Regions from separate parts of the Mus musculus genome. Here region 2 is linked to region 1. Evidence: chromatin contacts called from public Hi-C data. All regions are on one chromosome and are shown on one strand. Each heading gives the region's core, a stretch centred on a gene start, on an enhancer-like site or on the middle of the called end of the contact. The rest is flanking DNA. Distances are from core to core; before and after follow the strand shown. Region 1 has its middle 18 kb from the start of Cyp2r1. Region 2 has its middle 34 kb from the start of Calca.

Region 1 (6,020 bases), core at 1,538-4,037:
AGAGGGGGTGGGGAAGCAGAGATAAATCTAGGAGGAGTTAGAAGAAGGAGTGTGTGGGGGGTGATCAAAACACATCATATAAGATTATCAAAGAATAGGGTAGAAATTTTAAGCAATCATGGATTTAAAAGTGAGTGGGAGAAAATGAGAGGAGTCAGCAGGGAGAGATGGAAATGATATAATACAGTACTCATGTCTCAAAAATATAAAAGTGTTCAGTTAAGAATATAAGTAAATAATACAAAATATCAATACTAAAAGAAATACTAATAGCAAAATTTACAAACAATTTAAACTTGGATCAAAATAACTCAAAAAATAATACTGGAAAAAAGAATATGAGGATATAAAAATAGAGTTAACCAAACCAAAGAAAGTATTATACATAAGAAAATGATTTTAGAAGCAAAGAAATGGAAGCTATAATTTAGAAGCTAGAAATGTAGAAGTAAAGAACTAAAAATAATATACTAGTAAATAAATATCATGTATTATAAAGACAAAAGTAGACAAGATCTTTAAAATTATAAATATAAAATATATAAAAACCAAACATCGAAAGTAGTCATCTGATGTTATGTGTGTGTATATATGTGTGCACATTTGCATGTAGATATGCATGCAAATGTATGTACAGGTATGCATGTGTATGGAGGCTGGAGGTCAACACTGACTATCTTCCTTAATTGCCCTCATCAGATTTTTGGGGGACTAGTATTTCATTGAACTTGGAGCACATTTATCTATCTAAATTGGATGTCCATTAAACCTCTGAGCCTGGCCTTTTTATATGGACTCTGGGGACTGAACTCAAGAGTTCACACTTGTGTGGAAAACACTTGAGTCAGCATCTCAAAAATGTCTCCGAGGTAATTCTAGAAGATATTAACTGAACTTAACCAAGCACAGAAAGGCACTGTACATTCTCATACGTAGAAGGCAAATAATCTCATAAATGCTGAGACCACAAAAACAGACCCCAGACGCTGAAACCTCTGAAGGAAAGGGAAAAAGAGATTGACTGTCAGCTGTAAAAACACAGTCAGACAGGAGTAGTATATCCTAATATTTAGCCCAGAGGGTGACCATGGTTGATAAGAAATAATTGTATACTGCAAAATAGCTAAGAGAGGGGATTTTGAAGTTTCCAACACAGAAAATGATAACTATTTGAAATGATGGATATGCTAATTACTCTGAGTTGATTATCACACATTATACACATGTTTCAAAATATTATGCCATCACCCATAAGTATGCAAAATTATGTATCAATTAAGCTTTTAAAAACATTTTAAAAAACAAATTTAAATTTGATCTTTTTTATTTTGACAATTTAACTCATCTATTTGTTTCTTCTGGCCAACTTGATGGCTATACAATTCACATAAGATTAAATGTATTCATTTTAAATTAATAGTTTGGTAAGTTTTGACAAACAGAATCATTATCAAAATCAAATAAAAGCAAAGAAAAGAAAGAATAAAGTTTAACAACTTGTTTCACACAAAAGCAAAGAGAAAAGGAGAGAAGAACACGCAGGACAAAGGGCATATGGGACAAAGCCAACAAAAACAGAAAACTATCTCAATTACATCAGGAACTGTTTTTAAGCTAAGTGGAGTTAACATTCCAATTAAAACAATGGCCAGCACGAGCATGGTGCTCAGGGTTAGAGCCCTGTGCTTTGGAGTGACAGGCAGAAGATGAATCCAATGCCATTTGCAGCTATATAAGGTCTGAGACTAGTTTGCTTACATGATACTTTCTATCAAACAAACAAACAAAAGAGATGACTATATAAAAATCACTATTATATCCTGTTCACAAATACGAGAGCAAACCAATGAGAAAGGATCTGCCAGGAAAACAGTAGCTCAATGCACAGAGCATGGCTACACAGCATCAGATAAACTAACCTGACACAAGAAGTATTACAGGTGATACAGGAGAGCTCAAAATCCTACAACACATGGAACAGGAAAATCCTCACACTTTCTGTGCCTGTCATAGGGTAGACTGTGGCTTCATGATACAGACAACAGAAATAGAAAAGATAATGCACATTGTCGAGGAAGTTAGCACATCCTTCTCAGTAGCCAACCAAGAAAAAACAAAAACAACAAGAGCCTTGGACCACACCATTAGGCAATGTGCCTTACTGAGAGGTTACAGAATATGTACCTATTCAAGTAGACCTAACACATTTACCAAAAGAGGCACATACCATAAAGCGACTCTCAATTTCAAAGAATTAGAAGTGAGAGTATTTCTTTCATCATTACAAAAGATAATTTAGAAATCAACAAAAGTAGAAAATACACAAATAAACTACAAACTTAATAGTGCAGTTCTAAGTAACTCATGTGTCTAGGAGACAACCACCATGAGAATAGAGAATGTTCTGAAAGAAGAATGGAAACATGACCTGTTGGGCTCTGTGGAACAACTAAAGATAACAATGGGGGAAAAAAAATCACTGCATATTTCAAATGAAGGCTCAAGAGTTACTTCAACTTCCATCTTAAAAAAAAAAAAACTAGAAAAAATAGATCATAAATTAAACCAAACACAAAGGAAAGAAACAATAAAGATAAAAATAGAAAATAATGAAGTAGCAGAAAAAAAAATCAGCGAAGCCCAAAGTGGCTTCTTAGATTAATCAACATAAAATAGGGCACACTACCAGAGACCACACAGATGTGAAATGGTACGAAGAGCACAGTATCAATAACTTGGCCAACCTTGACAAAACAGACATTTACTGAAAAACAGACAAGTTGCTAAAATTTACACCTCAGGAAATGGAAACTATGAGTAATCGCTTGTCTGACAAAGATGTGTATGTGTAGCTTGGCTCCGGCTACAAAGCAAACTTCAAGAAAGGAATATACTCTACCAAAAACCTAGAGAAGCATCGATGAACCTCCCAGCTAATCCCACCAAAACTTGTGAAGACATTACCAGGACAAGAAAACTAGAAGCAAAATTCTCCCACAAATAGAAATGTAATCCTAGACAAACAGCAAGAGCAATAGGAAGCCAATCACAGAACTAGACAGCCTGGCCCTGAAGCCCACCTCGGCCACTCCTGCTCCCACAGCGTGGGGGAGGGGACTGCTCGGCCTGTGCTTTCTCACCTGTACATGGTGTTTGTGCTTGAAATACAGATTGGTCTTTCCATCCAAAAGTCAATTTAATTTACCACTTAAACAGAATAAAAGAGATGCCCCATGCAGTTGTCTCTGTATATGTAGAAAGGGGTTTGACAAAACCCAAGACTCTTCTGGATAACATTTAAAACATTATTATTTTGAAAAAGAATATTTAAAAATGTCATTGCTATCACCATTTAATGTAATAACAGTGAATTCTTTGCCTCTGGGTTCTCAGACAGCAAATGCATATACCATCACCAGCTCTTTTTCAACATTGTGCTGAATACCAGCAAATATCCCTAAGGCATTTCTGCATCAATTAAGCCTTAGCGACTTCACTTCTTTCCCTTGAACTTAATTATTCAGGAATGAGAAATATTTCCATGAGTTCACATCAGTTTCCTCCTCAGGGATTAATCACACTAGCAAGCACTTGTTATCTAGATAGCTTTCTGTCGCCATCTGGTGGCAAAAAACAACCAGCCTAAGGTTTAATCCTTTAACTCAGAGATTGAAGAGAAAAGCAATCAAATTGATTGAAAGGTAAAGAAAGAGAGAACGCAGAGCAAGTCCAGGACCCTCCGTCAAGTCAGGCCATGCACTTCCCTCAGCCCTTGCTCCATCTCTGCAGATCACCATGAGCAACAGGAGTATGTTAGGAAACTCTGGACCCAGATGACCCAGGCCCCAATGCCCAGCTCTACTGTTTACTAGGTTTGGGCTTTTAAAGTGATCTAAACTTGCTTGCCTCAGCTTCATTGTCCATAAAATGGAATAATACTATCGTCTACCTTGCTAGAATGTGAGGGTCCAAACTGCCAGTATGCAGCACTAAACATACTGAAAAACCAGTCAAGTGCTGTTGGATTTTTTTTTTTGTCTTTATGAGAGAGGGTTGCAGAACACAGTACTTTGAAAGTCATATTAGCAATTACTATAAAATTAGGTATGTTAGCCTGATCATGACAACACTAATTCCAGTCCTTGTGAATGAATGTATACCCTGAACTAAGGCTACACAGAATGTAATTTGTCTATACAACTGAATAGTACTCATCCATTAAAAATAATAAGATACTAAGACATATGTTATAATTAGGATGAAACATTAAAACATAATGCTATATGAAAGAAACCAAACATAACTGGCTGCCACTGCATAGTTCCTTTAGCACTATCCCTTTCAGTAGATGGTGTTTAAAGCCCTCCTCTTATGTGGGCCTGACTTATGACTTGCTTCCAAAGGATAAAATATGGAGAAAACCAATGTGACAGTGCAGAGAGCTTTCAGGAACGAAGCTGAGACCACATGTGACGAGCCCTGTTGATGTTATGAGAAGGGTTCTTCACTTCTCTGGTGCTCCTTCCCAAACCCCCATGCTAATCTAAATGTGAGGGGAACATTAAGCTAATCCAAATTGGGGAAATTCTACAAAATGCCGTGCCAGAACTCCTCTAAATCCTTAATTTCACTAAAAAGAGGACAGGGAGCATTAAAAAATATGAAAAACTGCTATAGAACAATGGAAACAGGATGGCAAACTGCAGTGAAGCAGCATGCTGGATTAGATCTTGGGACATAAAAATGAAAACTGGAGAAGAAACTCGGAAACTTCGAATGGCTCTTAGAATGTTGTTAGTAGTTAGCATCCGATATTACTCACTTGATTCAGACCAATGAAAAATAGTTATAGAAGATGGCAAAGTAGGCGACAAGTACTCAGGAACTCTCGATCTCCAAACTTTGTTGTAAATCTAGGTTTATTCCAAAATTAAAAGTTTTTTTTTTTTTAAAGAAAAGAACAGGATGAACTGGAATGAGCTTGTTTTGCATACAGATGTTAGATTAAGAGGTTGTTTTACAATAAAGAAAAGGATCTAATTGGTATATTTTCCATGGAAATGTTTCTAGTTGATAATGATTCTCTCACAAATCCAAGGAAGTCACAAGTTAAGTTTCCCTACAACTTGCCAAAAAGAGATGAATGGTAAATACAGGGTCAGGTCCTATACACTGAATAATCTCAATGACTTTTAAATAATCCTATGCTTTAAATTAAAACCATTTAGCCAAGTAAAGCATCATATGTCTTTAATCCCAGCACTCAGAAGTCAGAGGCAGGCAGATGTGAGTTTGAGGCTAGTATGGTCTACTATTGAAAGAAAGAAAGAAAGAAAGAAAGAAAGAAAGAAAGAAAGAAAGAAAGAAAGAAAGAAAGAAAGAAAGAAAGAAAGCCAGCCATTTAAGGACCCTAGATGCATTAACTCAGTGTCACAAAAAAACCTTGGTCTTGCCCCTCCACAAACATGTGACATGGCCTCGTGCCTAATAGAGCTTTGAATATGGGTCACTCCCTGTCTTATTTGGCCCTCCTCTATGACCAACACAGCAGTCTCTTTCTTCCAAAAGTATCCGTTTAGGTCTAAGGGGTCCTAAAACACCAGACAAAGGCCTTGGAAGCCACACTTTGGTCATAAAATGAGTCTTCATAATAATCCCAGCTCTGCTCGGCCAGTCTAACATCACAAACAGATGGCAGCACCACCAGCTCCCTTCTCAACAGCGTCTAAACCTGCCATGTGAGATTTGGTGAGGAGCCTACTCCATGGGACCAACACGGTTAAGTGAAAAACTATGATATGGGGGTTAGGAGACGCTAGAGTTGAGAAGCCTGTCCCCATGGGAACTACATAGAAAGTCCCTATGGCTGAGTTGTATCATTTAACCATAAATATAAAAAGACAATGGCAAGAGTCATTAGAGAAAATAACTCCTACAGAAAACCCTTCAAGTCCAGAACTCCCTTCGGTTCCTGATTCCCAGTTCCCAGAAACCTGGCCAAATTGTTCTGCTGACTAAAC
Region 2 (6,020 bases), core at 949-3,448, 90 kb before region 1:
AATAACATATTCCTGGAAAAAGGAATGATGCTATATATCTTAGGAGTTTTGAAATTTTTGATGACTATGATGAAATGTATAAGGCCTGCCAGTGAGTTGACTCGGTCAATGGCACACCTGTATAAGAATGCTGTTCATCAACAGAGAGTCTTTGTAGCTGTGCTCTCCAGAACACTAGGCACTAGCTACATGCAGCTACCAGACACCTGAAATGTTGTTGAGATAACTGAGAAATAGAAATTTTCATTCTATTTAATACATAAGAATTGAAAATTAAATGCCCACAAGTGGTTCTCAGTAGCAAGAAGGGCATTTTTCTCTCCGTTTCCACTAGAGGGCACATCTACTCAGCAGAAGAATACAACAAGTCTACCCTGACTAACTAAAGCTGTTTTAATCCCCTGCTTTGGCACTCCAAGAAGCCACCTCCCTGCACTACCTCTTCACTGCTGCCACTAACTAAGAGCAAATGCATTTAGCATGCTATCACCAAGGACAAGAACTGATCCACATCAGAAGACTCGAGATCCATAAACTAATGTTATACAGAACATGCTTATACAGTGAAGGAAAAAATACTCTGCACAAATGTTCACTTTTCTACAAGCAAAATTGATATTAAATTCTCCTTTAAAATTATCAATCTTTATAAATCCTCATCATCATGAATTTCCAAGAAGAATTAGATTTACAGTTTCTCAAGCTTACGTAATAACAGGAACTTGAGTGTGAAGCAGTACTAATCAATATCCACTGGTCCAGCATTTTCCACCCAGCACCTGAAAGCACTGTTTTCCAAAATGAAATCAGTTTGTCAACAACCTCTGCATATGCTCTGTAAGCATCATTCTCTGTCCATATTTTTACTGAGGTATCCATCCATACGTTTCTACAGAGTTCAAAATAGTGCCTTCAAGCTATTTTTCCCTTCTTATATTTACTTACATATTCATATATATGTGTGTGTATATATGTATATGTATATGTATATGTATATGTATATGTATATGTATATGTATATGTATATGTATATGTATATGTATATGTATATATGTGTGTATATATATAGGTATATATGTGTGTGTGTATATATATATATATGTATATATACATATATATATATACACAGGGGTTGGGGTTTTTGGTTTTTTTGTTGGTTTTGTTTGTTTGTTTGTTTGTTTGTTTTGTTTCGTTTGTTTGTTTGTTTGTTTGTTTCGAGACAGGATTTCTCTGTGTAGCCCTGGCTGTCCTGGAACTCACTCTGTAGACCAGGCTGTCCTCGAACTCAGAAATCCAACAGCCTCTGCCTCCCAATTGCTGAGGTTATAGGCATGCGCCACCACTGCCCGGCCACTTATATATTTCTTATATTTACTTAAAATGTGCTGCAACCAGTGCACTTACTAAGCACTTAGCATGGGCCAAACATGAACCAAGGTGCTGGGTATACATTTCAGCAAACAAGGCACACATGATTTTGATCATTGTGAATTCTAGAGAAAGCAAAGAAAGATACACAGATTGTCAGTTGCTGATCAGTATTATGGAAAAATCAAACAGAAAGTGAACCAAACTTTTAAAATAGAAAGCAGTGTGATGTGCTCTGCATCTTTACAGCATCACTTCCACCATGGTGAACAGACACTGTGGGGACTGGCACCGAGAAGAGGAACAGGAAACCCAGTGGAGAAGCTGACTCACCCACCTGTGAGATTCCCTAGCTAGAACAGGGTAGCCCAGAGATTTTACAGAGCAGTGAGCCTGAGCAGGCTGCTCACCTCCCTGCCTGTGTATCTTGAACTGCATTGCTCCAGTTTTCTTTCTGTTTCCTATGGGTCTTAGAAATACTAAATGTATGTCTCTCACAAGACAAGAGAACAAAACAAACCTGACATCTTCTTATCCCCTAAACCAAATTAAGAAAAGGTGGAATTCAGTATTGTCTCCTCCCTTCCCTTGATTTAAGTCAGGATGTCTAGAGTTAGAAACTGAGGCAGGGGGGTTATAGGTGTGCTAGCTTTACATCAGCATCACAAAATACCCAAGTATTGACCAAGTTATGAAGAAAGACTTACCTTCAGCTCCCAGTTTCAGAACTTCAGTCTGTGGTCAGTTTGGTTGTTTTGAAGTCTGTGGTAAGGAAGTACATCTGGGCAGGGAGCAGGCAGTGACAGAACTATTCACCTCATGGTGGCCCAAAAGCAAAACATAGGCACGACAGGAAGGACCACAGACCTCTCCCTTTCAAGAGGTGCTACAAGGATCCTCTAACTAGGTTCCACTGCCCAGCAGCACACAGGCTGGAGACCAGGTTTTAACACCGAGTAAGGCAGCAGGGGACGCACTTAAGATCTAAACTATGACATTGGGGAAGTTACTCCCCTAAGCAAAAGGGTGTGAGGACATGGGGCAAGGCAAGAAAGCAAAGTTAGAAGAACAGCGTCTCTCCTCTAACAAAATACTGCATGAGTGATGGACAGGAAGGGAAGAAATGAAAGAGAATGGGGCACTATTTGGAAAAAGAAGAAGGCCAGCAGGGCTTGGAATCCAAAAGGTTGCAGTGCTGGGCAACTATGAGCAATGAACTTGAACAATGACTATGAACACACATGAACTTGTCATATGAAACCTACTGTTTTGTGCAATGAATACAGTCATAACAGAAAGAAGAAGCAGAAAGCTAAGTAATTATGTCTCAGCTAGGTAGTAGCCTCAGTGTGGTCCTGCAGAGTGCCCTAGAGAAATGTACCATGGAGAGGTTCTCTCCTAGAGCAGAGGGTTGGCCTCCATCAGCCATTTCTTCTCCCATCCTCAGGAGGACACACCTTTCGTGTCTTGTCTCATTTCCCTCACCGGCACACCCTTCTCCACAGAACTATTTCTCACTGGGAACCCTCAGCTATGGACTGATCAATATAGGGTATAAAGGCTAGTACCCTTGCCTCAAGGCCAAGAAAGGTAGCTGCTATTCACACTGCTGAGCGGGGGCGCAGCTCAGGCTGCACTTTAGCTGAATCTGCCTTTTGCTTTGGTTTCTTCCCATCCCTAGCTTCATGCCTCATTATTGTAAACAAGCTCCTTTTGAGAGCAAGTTCTCAGTGAAGCAGAAGAACTCCCTGCTGTAGTTGTAGCATTTGCTAAGGAATTGTTGCCTGGCAACAATTGTCCCCCTGATACTGCAGCAGACACCTACTTCCTGCTGCCCCACGGTGATTCTACGTTTGTAACCCCAAAACAGCTCAAGCTACTTCTTACTGTCTTTCTAGTCCTGCCACCCTCCAGCTATACTCCTGTTAAGAATCACCTGGGACTCCCAGCAAAAAAGGCACTTTCTGGCTTTATTTTCCAATACTGACCTCTCTGGTTGGTCTAGGAAGCTGCACTTTTTATTTTTAATTAATTATTTTATTTACTTACATTTCAAATGTTGTCTCCCTTCCTGGTTCTCCCTCCACAAGCCCCCCATCTCCCTTCCCCTTTGACTCTAAGAGGGTGCTCCCCCACCTACCCACCCACTCCCACTTCCTCCCTCTAGAATCCCCCTTCTCTGGAGCATCAAGCCTCCACAGGTCCAAGCACATCCCCTCCCCCTGAGGCCAGGCAAAGCCATCCTCTGCTACATATGTAGTGGGGACCATGGGCCAGCTCGTGTATGCAATTTGTTTGGTGGCTTAGTCCCTGGGATCTCTGGGGGGTCCAATTAGTTGATACTGTTGTTCTTCCTATGGGGTTGCAATCCCCTTTGAAGCTGCACTTCTTTTCGAGTGTGCCTACTACTTATCCTGAAGGAGTTCAGGCTCGGAAAAATGCTCATTCCTCCTTTCCAATCCCATTGCCTCTACTTAAAATTGAGCCTGAACAAAAAGAAAGAAAGAGAGAGAGAGGGGAGAGAGAGAGAGAGAGAGAGAGAGAGAGAGAGAGAGAGAGAGAGAGAGAGAGAGAGAGAGAGGTGGCTGCTCTTAGGTAGACACATTTGGGAGAGTCCAGAGTGGTCATGACCAGGCTTAGGTGGTCCACATGGGGAGAGAGGGAGGGCAAGGGAAGGGAGAAGAAAGGGGAGCCAGGAGGTTCAAAAAGATGGGTGGTGGGTAACCACAATGTCTGTATCATATAGGGAAGAGCCTTCTGTGGAAGGGCAGCCCAGTCCCTGAGCTGGAGAGCTCAGGGTAGAGGACAGGGTATGCCAGCCATACTCTGTAACAGGCAGAGATTGAGAGATGTTGAGACGGGGGCGGGAGGGGGGATCTCACTTCTGTGTTCCTTTATAATGTAATGCATTTCTTGTTTCTTGTCTATCCAAGGAGGCCTCATATGAACTGAGCTGAAAGCCTCTTCCATTATCACCTCCCCATTATTATACTAACCTTTGGCACTGGGCCTACTGCAGTGTGTTGTAATGGTTTCCCAACAAAGTCTTCCTACAAGAACGACATAGTTCAAATATCTTGACTTAACAGAACTGTCTTATCTTTTCTTATCAGCCTGCCCATAGAGACTATAGATTGGATTTACTTTGGTATAGGCAGCAAGACATTAGCCATCCAAGCCCTATCTAAGCCTGAGGATGCATTAGTTCTGAGAACTAATAGATAGGAGAGGCACAAGCACATTGGCATCACCCCAGGAACCAACTCCAGATTCCAACCCTTACTTTGGGGTGGCATAGGTCTTGGAGGAGTTCTGCTAGCCCCTGAGCTTTTAAAGTCTCTGGCCCTACCTAAAGGACCGTTCCTAGAACCTAGGTTACAAGAGTAGTCTTTAATGCCACAGCCTTCCTGGAAAGGAGCATGTAGAGTCAGATTAAGGTCACAGTTTTGAACACAGATGGGGCTGGGTTTAGGGACAAACATACCTAGATTTGATTCTGATCTCACTTACTAGCCTGCCTCCCTGGGAACAAAGTATTTAACTTTTCATAGGCTCTACTTCTGAAATAAACAGATGCATTAAAAATAAATAAAGCAGAGCCGGGCGAGGTGGCGCACGCCTTTAATCCCAGAATTTGGGAGGCAGAGGCAGGCAGATTTCTGAGTTCAAGGCCAGCCTGGTCTACAAAGTGAGTTCCAGGACAGCCAGGGCTATGCAGAGAAACCCTGCCTCAAAAAATCAAACAAACAAACAAACAAACAAACAAATAAATAAAGCACATAGATTTGCTCATAGGATTAAGTTACATAATGATTGTCATGGATTTGATACAATGCACAAAGGCATAGAGGAGTGAGGATGTGCTTGGCTTCCTGCTCAGGACTTACCCAGGGGCAGTAGCACCCAGGATTCTGTCATCTCTTGGGATTCTTGCCTGTTCCCTCTGTTCCACTGCTCAGTACTGCCTCCACCCCTACCCCTCATTGCTGATGAGGCTGTTCCCATACCCCAACCTTTCTCAAACCAAGAAACTCAACTGAGTATCCTACCTTGACACAGTAGGATGGTCAAAACAACATTCATGCTGCAACCTTTCTTTGTCTTTGTTACTTCACTGACCTCTCACAGTGCCCTGTGAGCTTGGTTATCTACTTTACATACTAGAGATTAAGTGAGGCTACTCTGTGTCAGCAGTCAGGGATCAGGTCTGCTTGCTCACCCTTCAGGTGGCATGCCAAATATCTCTCCTAGGTTTAAAGAGTTATAAAATATGAACTAACCGAATATTATACACACAGGACAGTCTAAGCTCCTACATTACTCTTTCAAATATAGCCTCTGTAATCTATATCACACAGCACTTTAGTAATGACATAATCCATTAAAAATAAGAGCGAAGGCTCTTCTGTTATTGCCCAAAAGTTTACATCGTCTTTCCCCCTTGATATTCACCGTAATGGATTTCATTCTGTGTCTGAGGGCCTTTATCCATTTTGTTTCACTATCTTCTGAAAAAAAAAAATAAATGCATTTTTTAAATTTCTTGTGCCTATAATACTCCCTAAATGTTCTTTCTAAAGTGAATTGTTTCAAAAGTTATTAATAGAAATGATTAAGACATCATAAATTTGTTACACATTTTGGTAAATAAG

What was found. Hi-C and Micro-C count contacts between places; a contact is called where the count stands out from the background.
Region 2: a Hi-C map of Th1 cells shows a contact between it and region 1, with 5 times the contacts expected there. The contact joins two enhancer-like sites. A contact is called at or near these places in 1 of 39 promoter capture datasets (embryonic stem cells), 4 of 15 datasets of contacts at CTCF or cohesin (CD8 T cells, embryonic stem cells, hippocampal excitatory neurons and 1 more), 85 of 484 Hi-C or Micro-C datasets (the AtT-20 cell line, the BV-2 cell line, the Ba/F3 cell line and 43 more) and 9 of 115 datasets of contacts at active chromatin or transcription factors (CD8 T cells, Th17 cells, astrocytes and 4 more).

The regions. Positions count from the first base shown.
Region 1 is chr7:114,578,193-114,584,212 of GRCm38.p6, reverse strand. No RefSeq gene overlaps it. Among named protein-coding and RNA genes, the nearest start is that of Cyp2r1, 18 kb to the right of the region's middle. Within about 2 kb of position 2,787, at least 17 of the 459 cell types and tissues checked have an H3K27ac peak or open chromatin away from gene starts, as enhancers often do. A contact at or near this core is called in CD8 T cells, Th1 cells and Th17 cells, where this site is marked.
Region 2 is chr7:114,667,254-114,673,273 of GRCm38.p6, reverse strand. No RefSeq gene overlaps it. Among named protein-coding and RNA genes, the nearest start is that of Calca, 34 kb to the right of the region's middle. Within about 2 kb of position 2,198, at least 17 of the 459 cell types and tissues checked have an H3K27ac peak or open chromatin away from gene starts, as enhancers often do. A contact at or near this core is called in CD8 T cells, Th1 cells and Th17 cells, where this site is marked.